Linked DNA regions of Mus musculus: region 2 is linked to region 1. Evidence: chromatin contacts called from public Hi-C data. All regions are on one chromosome and are shown on one strand. The core of a region is the stretch at or near the end of the contact, and the rest is flanking DNA. Distances in the headings are between cores, read along the strand shown. Region 1 has its middle 18 kb from the start of Foxn3. Region 2 has its middle 19 kb from the start of Gm26839.

What was found. A called contact is a pair of places that touch in the nucleus more often than the background predicts.
Region 2: a contact with region 1 is called in a Hi-C map of granulocyte-monocyte progenitors, with 1.5 times the contacts expected there. The contact joins two enhancer-like sites. A contact is called at or near these places in 2 of 39 promoter capture datasets (hippocampal neurons and liver), 13 of 484 Hi-C or Micro-C datasets (B cells, CD8 T cells, the N1E-115 cell line and 9 more), 1 of 115 datasets of contacts at active chromatin or transcription factors (memory CD8 T cells) and 1 of 9 other capture datasets (adipose tissue).

What each region holds. Positions count from the first base shown.
Region 1 is chr12:99,466,818-99,469,896 of GRCm38.p6, forward strand. It overlaps a transcript of Foxn3 not described here. Among named protein-coding and RNA genes, the nearest start is that of Foxn3, 18 kb to the left of the region's middle. Within about 2 kb of position 1,399, at least 149 of the 459 cell types and tissues checked have an H3K27ac peak or open chromatin away from gene starts, as enhancers often do. A contact at or near this core is called in B cells, adipose tissue, granulocyte-monocyte progenitors and 2 more, where this site is marked.
Region 2 is chr12:99,543,213-99,546,160 of GRCm38.p6, forward strand. It overlaps a transcript of Foxn3 not described here. Among named protein-coding and RNA genes, the nearest start is that of Gm26839, 19 kb to the right of the region's middle. Within about 2 kb of position 1,474, at least 35 of the 459 cell types and tissues checked have an H3K27ac peak or open chromatin away from gene starts, as enhancers often do. A contact at or near this core is called in B cells, adipose tissue, granulocyte-monocyte progenitors and 2 more, where this site is marked.

The sequences.
Region 1 (3,079 bases), core at 149-2,648:
CAAAAGCAGAAAGAGCACCCGCAAATTAAGCTCAACCCCCAGCAACAAGAAAATGGAGTTACAGCCAGGTTATGGTGGTGCAGGCCTTTAATCCCAGCAATCAGGAGGCAGAGGCAGTTGGATGTCTGTGAGTTCGAGGGCAGCCTGGCCTACAGTAGAGTGAGTTCTAGGACAGCCAGGGCTACATAAAGAAATCCTGTCTCAAATCCCTCCGAAAAGAAGGAAGGAAGGAAGGAAGGAAGGAAGGAAGGAAGGAAGGAAGGAAGGAAGGAAGACAGCAAATGGAGTTGTACTTCTAGACCTAAATTTGAGGAGGCTGAGGGGGCGTGACAGGTCCAGCCGTGGTCTGCCGTACTGAAAATTAGCTAAGAACCCCTCAGTGACATTATTTATTCAACAATATCAAAATGTAAATGAACCACTATGCTAAAAAAAAAAAAAGATAGAAAAAAGAGAAAGAAATCCATACAGCTGGTTTCTATATGAATGCAGAAACACCATTTCTTTAAAAAAAAATATGAACGATTTCTTCATCTCTCACATTCAGTTAGTATACAGTTGGCATTTTCAAAATGCAAACCTGATGTGGCTTTGGAATTCATTGAAGCACATTGGAAGACATCTGAGTGGAGGGGTTGGGGGGTGCGGCAGGGATTCTAGCCATATGCTGCTGGTGCATGGATTTGAATATTTGAAAGGTAATCTAGAAAAGAGAATGCTTCCAGCTCTCCTTACCAACAACAGTCATTCGTAGCAACCACACGTTTTATAGATCGAACCACTTGCCCATGTGTGAGACAATTACACGAGGACGTCAGGGGCTAGCCTCCCAGGGCAGCCTGGCTAGTTCAAGTGTGATTCTCGATAGGCTACTGGACATAGAGCCCAGCAGTCCTCTGCGTCACTGCTAAGGGAGGGATGATGGCTCTGGCCACATTGAGTGTATTCACAAAGAGATTTCCTAAAAAAAAAAAAAAAAAAATGCTCAAGTTTGGTGACCATGGATGAAAAGCTGCGGGGCCTCGCAATGGCTGCCTCCAAACCCGACCAGCAATGCTGTGAAATCAATCATCTCTCCTATCACGCTCATCGGATCCGCTGCTTGCACCCTTCTGTTTATCTGAGCAGCCACAAAGGAAATGGGCAAAAGCCAAGCCCACGGGCAGGGACTCTCCCTCTGGCTCTGATGGTGGTGTGCACCCAGAGAGGGATGGGAGGGACCCCTGTAACAGAACTGGGAAGGAGCCCTGTCAGAGCTCCTCAGCCCTGCCCATCTGTCCCTGGGCCAGGCCTCTAACTGGGTCATTCCGTCAGAGACCACACAAAAGACTGTGTGGTCGTGTGCACGGCTAATCCACTTCCGTGCTTGCAGAGGGCACTAACTCACATAAGAACAAACTCCATCGCCTCGCGCTTGGCTCGCTCACCAAGCCACATGTCTGAGACCCAAACCACCGCAAGTACAGGCTGGCGACGTCACCACAAAAAGAGTCCAAAAACCGAGTACTTTGTTTTCCATGCTTGGGAGGGCGGGGGCGGGGGAGGAAGTGAATGTGGACTTGTGACAGAGCTGAGAAACCTGACCACAACATTGGTGAGGAGGGGCTTTGGTTTTGGATCTGACCTGGCCACGGTTCTCAGTGGGCAAACACCTCCATTAGCTCAGCGAACAGGGGAATGCGCTCATCCCTGAAGGACAGGAAGAGAATAATTCCAGAACCGTGGCTCCAGGAGAGAAGGCTGGCACCTCTGCTTCAGCCCTGTCTAGCCACCACCATTATTCTACTCCTCCCCTTGACCCCATCCTCCATCTGAAACAAACTAGAACCTCAGGTCTGGAGGGAGTCTGGGAGCTGAGGCTTCACAGACATCCTCTCTTTGGCATGGCATGTCCCTAAGATGACACGTGAGAATCTACTCCTCCTACCAAGCACACGTCTTCTCACAGCATCTGTAGCCAGGGACCCCTCTCCTCTGACCCCAATTAATTCAACTCTGACCCAGAGCCCCTCTCTTGGATCCAGCACCCAAAGCTCTCCAAGAGCTCCTGAGGCAGACAAATGAACCCGTGGTCAAGCACGCACATCATCGCCAGGATAGCAGCATCTGAGATCTGGGATGACCTCCATCTCAGGCAGTGAATTACAACAGGTGTGGGGAGGTGTGTGATACATGAATTACCTCCTGATGGGGTTGTAATAGCCAGATCTTTTCTCTGCAGCCTAACAAAGTATGGCCAACAGTGTTACTGTTCTGATGGTAGTATTTGCTTGACTCTAGCCCACCTCACCAACTACTGTCCCTAACCCATCTGCCTTGAGCGGCATGGGCAGCGACTGATACCGCAGCCAGTGAGGAGACTCCAGAAAGTCACCCTCAAAGCACAGTGGTGAGGGTCTGAAGCACACTAGACCATAGCCACCTCATGTGGAATTCCAGGGTGGTAACGTAAGGAGCTGCCGGGCAGGGGAAAGAATGATCAAGTTGCCCCATGGATAGAAAGTAACAGTGACAAATGAGGACTGCCTTCTGTGACAGTCCTTAGCAAGCCAGGAAACACTGGAGAAATTTGAGAATTTGACATCTAAAAACCAAGACCCAATAATCATTCAAGAGTGGAGCGAAGGCTTGGCCGAACTGTTCTTTCTATCGGATTATAAACCACACATCACCCTGTCTTAACTTTACTGTAAGGGGATACTCTAAACACAGTCTGAAAGATACGGACTCTAACTTTATTAGGTCATGCTGCTGATATACACATATAAAGGGATGTGTGCGGCTAATTCAGAAACAGCAAGGAAAGAGTAATGTCTTGCTGGTGCCTCTGCTCCAAGTAATCCATGCAGAGTAGGACAGACACCTCAGGCTGTCCTCTGACCCCTCCATGAGCTCAGTGGCACACTGCCCCCCCACATTCATTCACACGAACGCTCACATGCATACACCCACACACACCCCCACACAAGGCTGTGCCAGTCTATAGTGACGTAAGCTCAGAGATCACACATTTAAGAATAGCTTTTCAAAGCATTTAGATAATGAAGCTGCAGCAACCTAACTGTGAAATAAGAAAAAT
Region 2 (2,948 bases), core at 224-2,723, 76 kb after region 1:
ATGCTGAACCTGACAAACAGTTGTTTTCCTTCAGCAATGACACACAAAAAGTTCCACTTCCACCTGATCCTTATTGTTTCCATTAAGACACTCTGCTGTCAGTCTCATGGTGGCTCCATTAAGGCAAATAGTTGCTGGTCCTAACTCTAACTACTGTTTGTTTTCAGAATTGTACAATGCTAGAGTATGTGTGCACGAGCACATATATATGTATATATGTATGTACACTGTTCCATATCTTAGGGCTTCCCCAACATTCTCTGGGCCTGTGAGATGGCTCAGCAGGTCAAGTTGCACATTGCCAAGCCTGACAACTTTAGTTCAATCCCAAGGGCCCACATGGTTTAAGGAGAAAGCCAAATCTCATAAAGTGCCCTCTGACCTTCACACACAGTCACAGCATGTGCCCCTCCCTACGCACACATACACCCACAGTAAATAAATAAGGGTTACAGAAACTTGAAGCTGGGCATGGGGGCACGTGCATTTAATCCTGGCATTCGGGAGGCAGAAACAGGTGGACCTCTGTGAATTCAGTCCAGCTTGTTGTACATAGAGAATTCTAGGCCAGCCAGGGCTACGGTGGGAGAGCTTGCTTCAAAACAAAACAAAACAAAACAAAATAGAACAGAAACAACAAAACCTGAAACACTGCCCCCCACAAACACCTCTTCTGTCTCATTTTCTCTCTCTTGATGAATATACAGTTACATATCTGTGGGGTATTCCTACCACATTTTATGTCTTCATGATCTTGTTTATTGTCTGTGCTGCCACCTCCCGGTGTCACTGTTCTTGTTGCTATCTCATTATTACTTTGGCACTGAGGACAGACTCCAGGGCCCCACAGAAGTACACTCCAGCCTTGGGCTTTATTTCCTTCTGCTCCATCTTCTAAGTCACCAATTCTCTCTTCACTGGCATCCCCTTTATTGAATCCATCCATTTCGCCTCCGAAAACACTTCCTTGGAGTACAAGAAGCCATTTACACGCCATTAAAGTCACCAACTACAAGGATTCATTTAATGGTTTTCATGAATCCAATCATACCATCATAGCCTTCTCTGAATCCAATCTTAGGTCGTTTCTATCACCCCAGAAAGCATGCTCTCCTGGGATTTAACCGCAGCAAGTATTCCAAAAGGTCAATTGTTTGTCTTACATTTTAGCCCTCTGGATATATGAATTATGGATATTGGTTAACAAAGTCACACTAGTAACAGGAAACAGGCCCAGAGGCTCAGCTTCCCTTCTGTGGGTTTTCACCTTCAACCTTGTTCCTCAATGCCTTGATGGATCTCCAGGACTCCGGTTTTGTTTTGTTTCTTCTTTTTGATTGTAAGCAACTTTTCTCTGCAGAAGAGGAGACCTGAACAAACTACATCTGCTAATGTTAGACACACTGACAGCCCACGCGAGCGAGCGAGCGAGCTAGCTAGGTGAGCAAAACTTATCATGCAAATGAGGACGCTGATGGGAGATAAAAATAGACATCAGTGGGGACCTCACTGCGTCTGCGGGCACAGACCAGAAGCACCACAAACAAAGCAGAATGTTTGGTCAACCTAACCACAACAAAGGACGCCCTCTGCTAAAAATACACACTTAAAGACCACGGTGCCCATAGGAAAATTATTAGTTCTTGACTCTTTCCTTTGTGCTATTTGATGCTAAAGAGAGAAAGGAACAAATGCTCACTGGGGCAGGGACACTCAGTACCTCACGGCATCAGCAAGATGGAACTCACTATGATGTCAGTCTGTCAGGTCCTGTATGTCATTGATGCCCTGAGATTTAGTAAATAAGACAGATTTTGTGTGTGTGTGTGTATACTAATACATGTCTGGGAAGTTTTGGAGTGGAGAAAAAAACCTGACAAGCTCTATATGACAAGCCGTATGCCTCCTTCTCTTCCTCTAGTTTATTTTAAAATGCTATACTCTGCTCTTTTGTACAAAATTCTATCCCCTATTTTATAAAAGAAAAAGCCACAGTAGTGAAGGGCCTGGTGTAGTAGCCTTTGAGAAGGCTAGCCCTGCCTGTTGGATCATCCTTACAGTGACTCTTCTTGGTCAGACAGGAACAGAGTCTAAGGAGAAGCAGTATTCTCAAGCAGACCAGTGGTGTGGTTGCTGCCTAATTATAGCCTCACCACATCTTGCATTTGCAAGATGTCTGTCCTTTCCTGGAATTTTAATGATGCTATTCAGGATATCACTTCCTATTCTTAATTTGCCTGTTTTAGAGAACTTGATTCCAAACAATGTTTTGGATACAAACAGTCCGACATTTTTCCAAAACACAGGCTTTATTGGCATATAAAGCGATTTGCCACATGCACAGTGTTTACATCCTAGCAGGTGGATAATAGATCAGAGTTACAGCAATGTCAGGGGACTTTCCCATCCATAGTACATGGCATGGGAGAAAGAAAACCACTCAGCGAAAAGAAAACAGAATATGATTCCAACAATTTAACTTCCGTCCATATGTCACTGTCGTTTTCTAAGCAACAGAACATAAAAATGAAGCACTGGCAACGGGGAGCCTAACAACAAAGGGATTAATGCGTTAACTTGGGGGACACTGAGGCCAGCAGCCGGGGTCCAGTCAAGCTGAGATGTCCTGCAGCCCTGGGACTCCTTCAGAGCTGGCGAGCGCCTTGGTTGTAGATTTGCTAAACTCTGGCCTGGAGGTAGAAGGTCTGCCTGCTTAAGCAAAACCTAAAGTCAATAAAGGGAAAGGAAGTACGGGGCTCCTAAAAGATGGGAACGGTACCTAGCTCTTCTCTCTCTCTCTCTCTCTCCCTCTCTCTCTCTCTCTCTCTCTCTGTGTGTGTGTGTGTGTGTGTGTGTATTGTGTGCACACACACGTGGAGGCCAGCAGACAACTCTCAGAGGCTGATTCTGTCTTTCTACCTCATTGAGGCTAGGCCTCTCTGATTTCT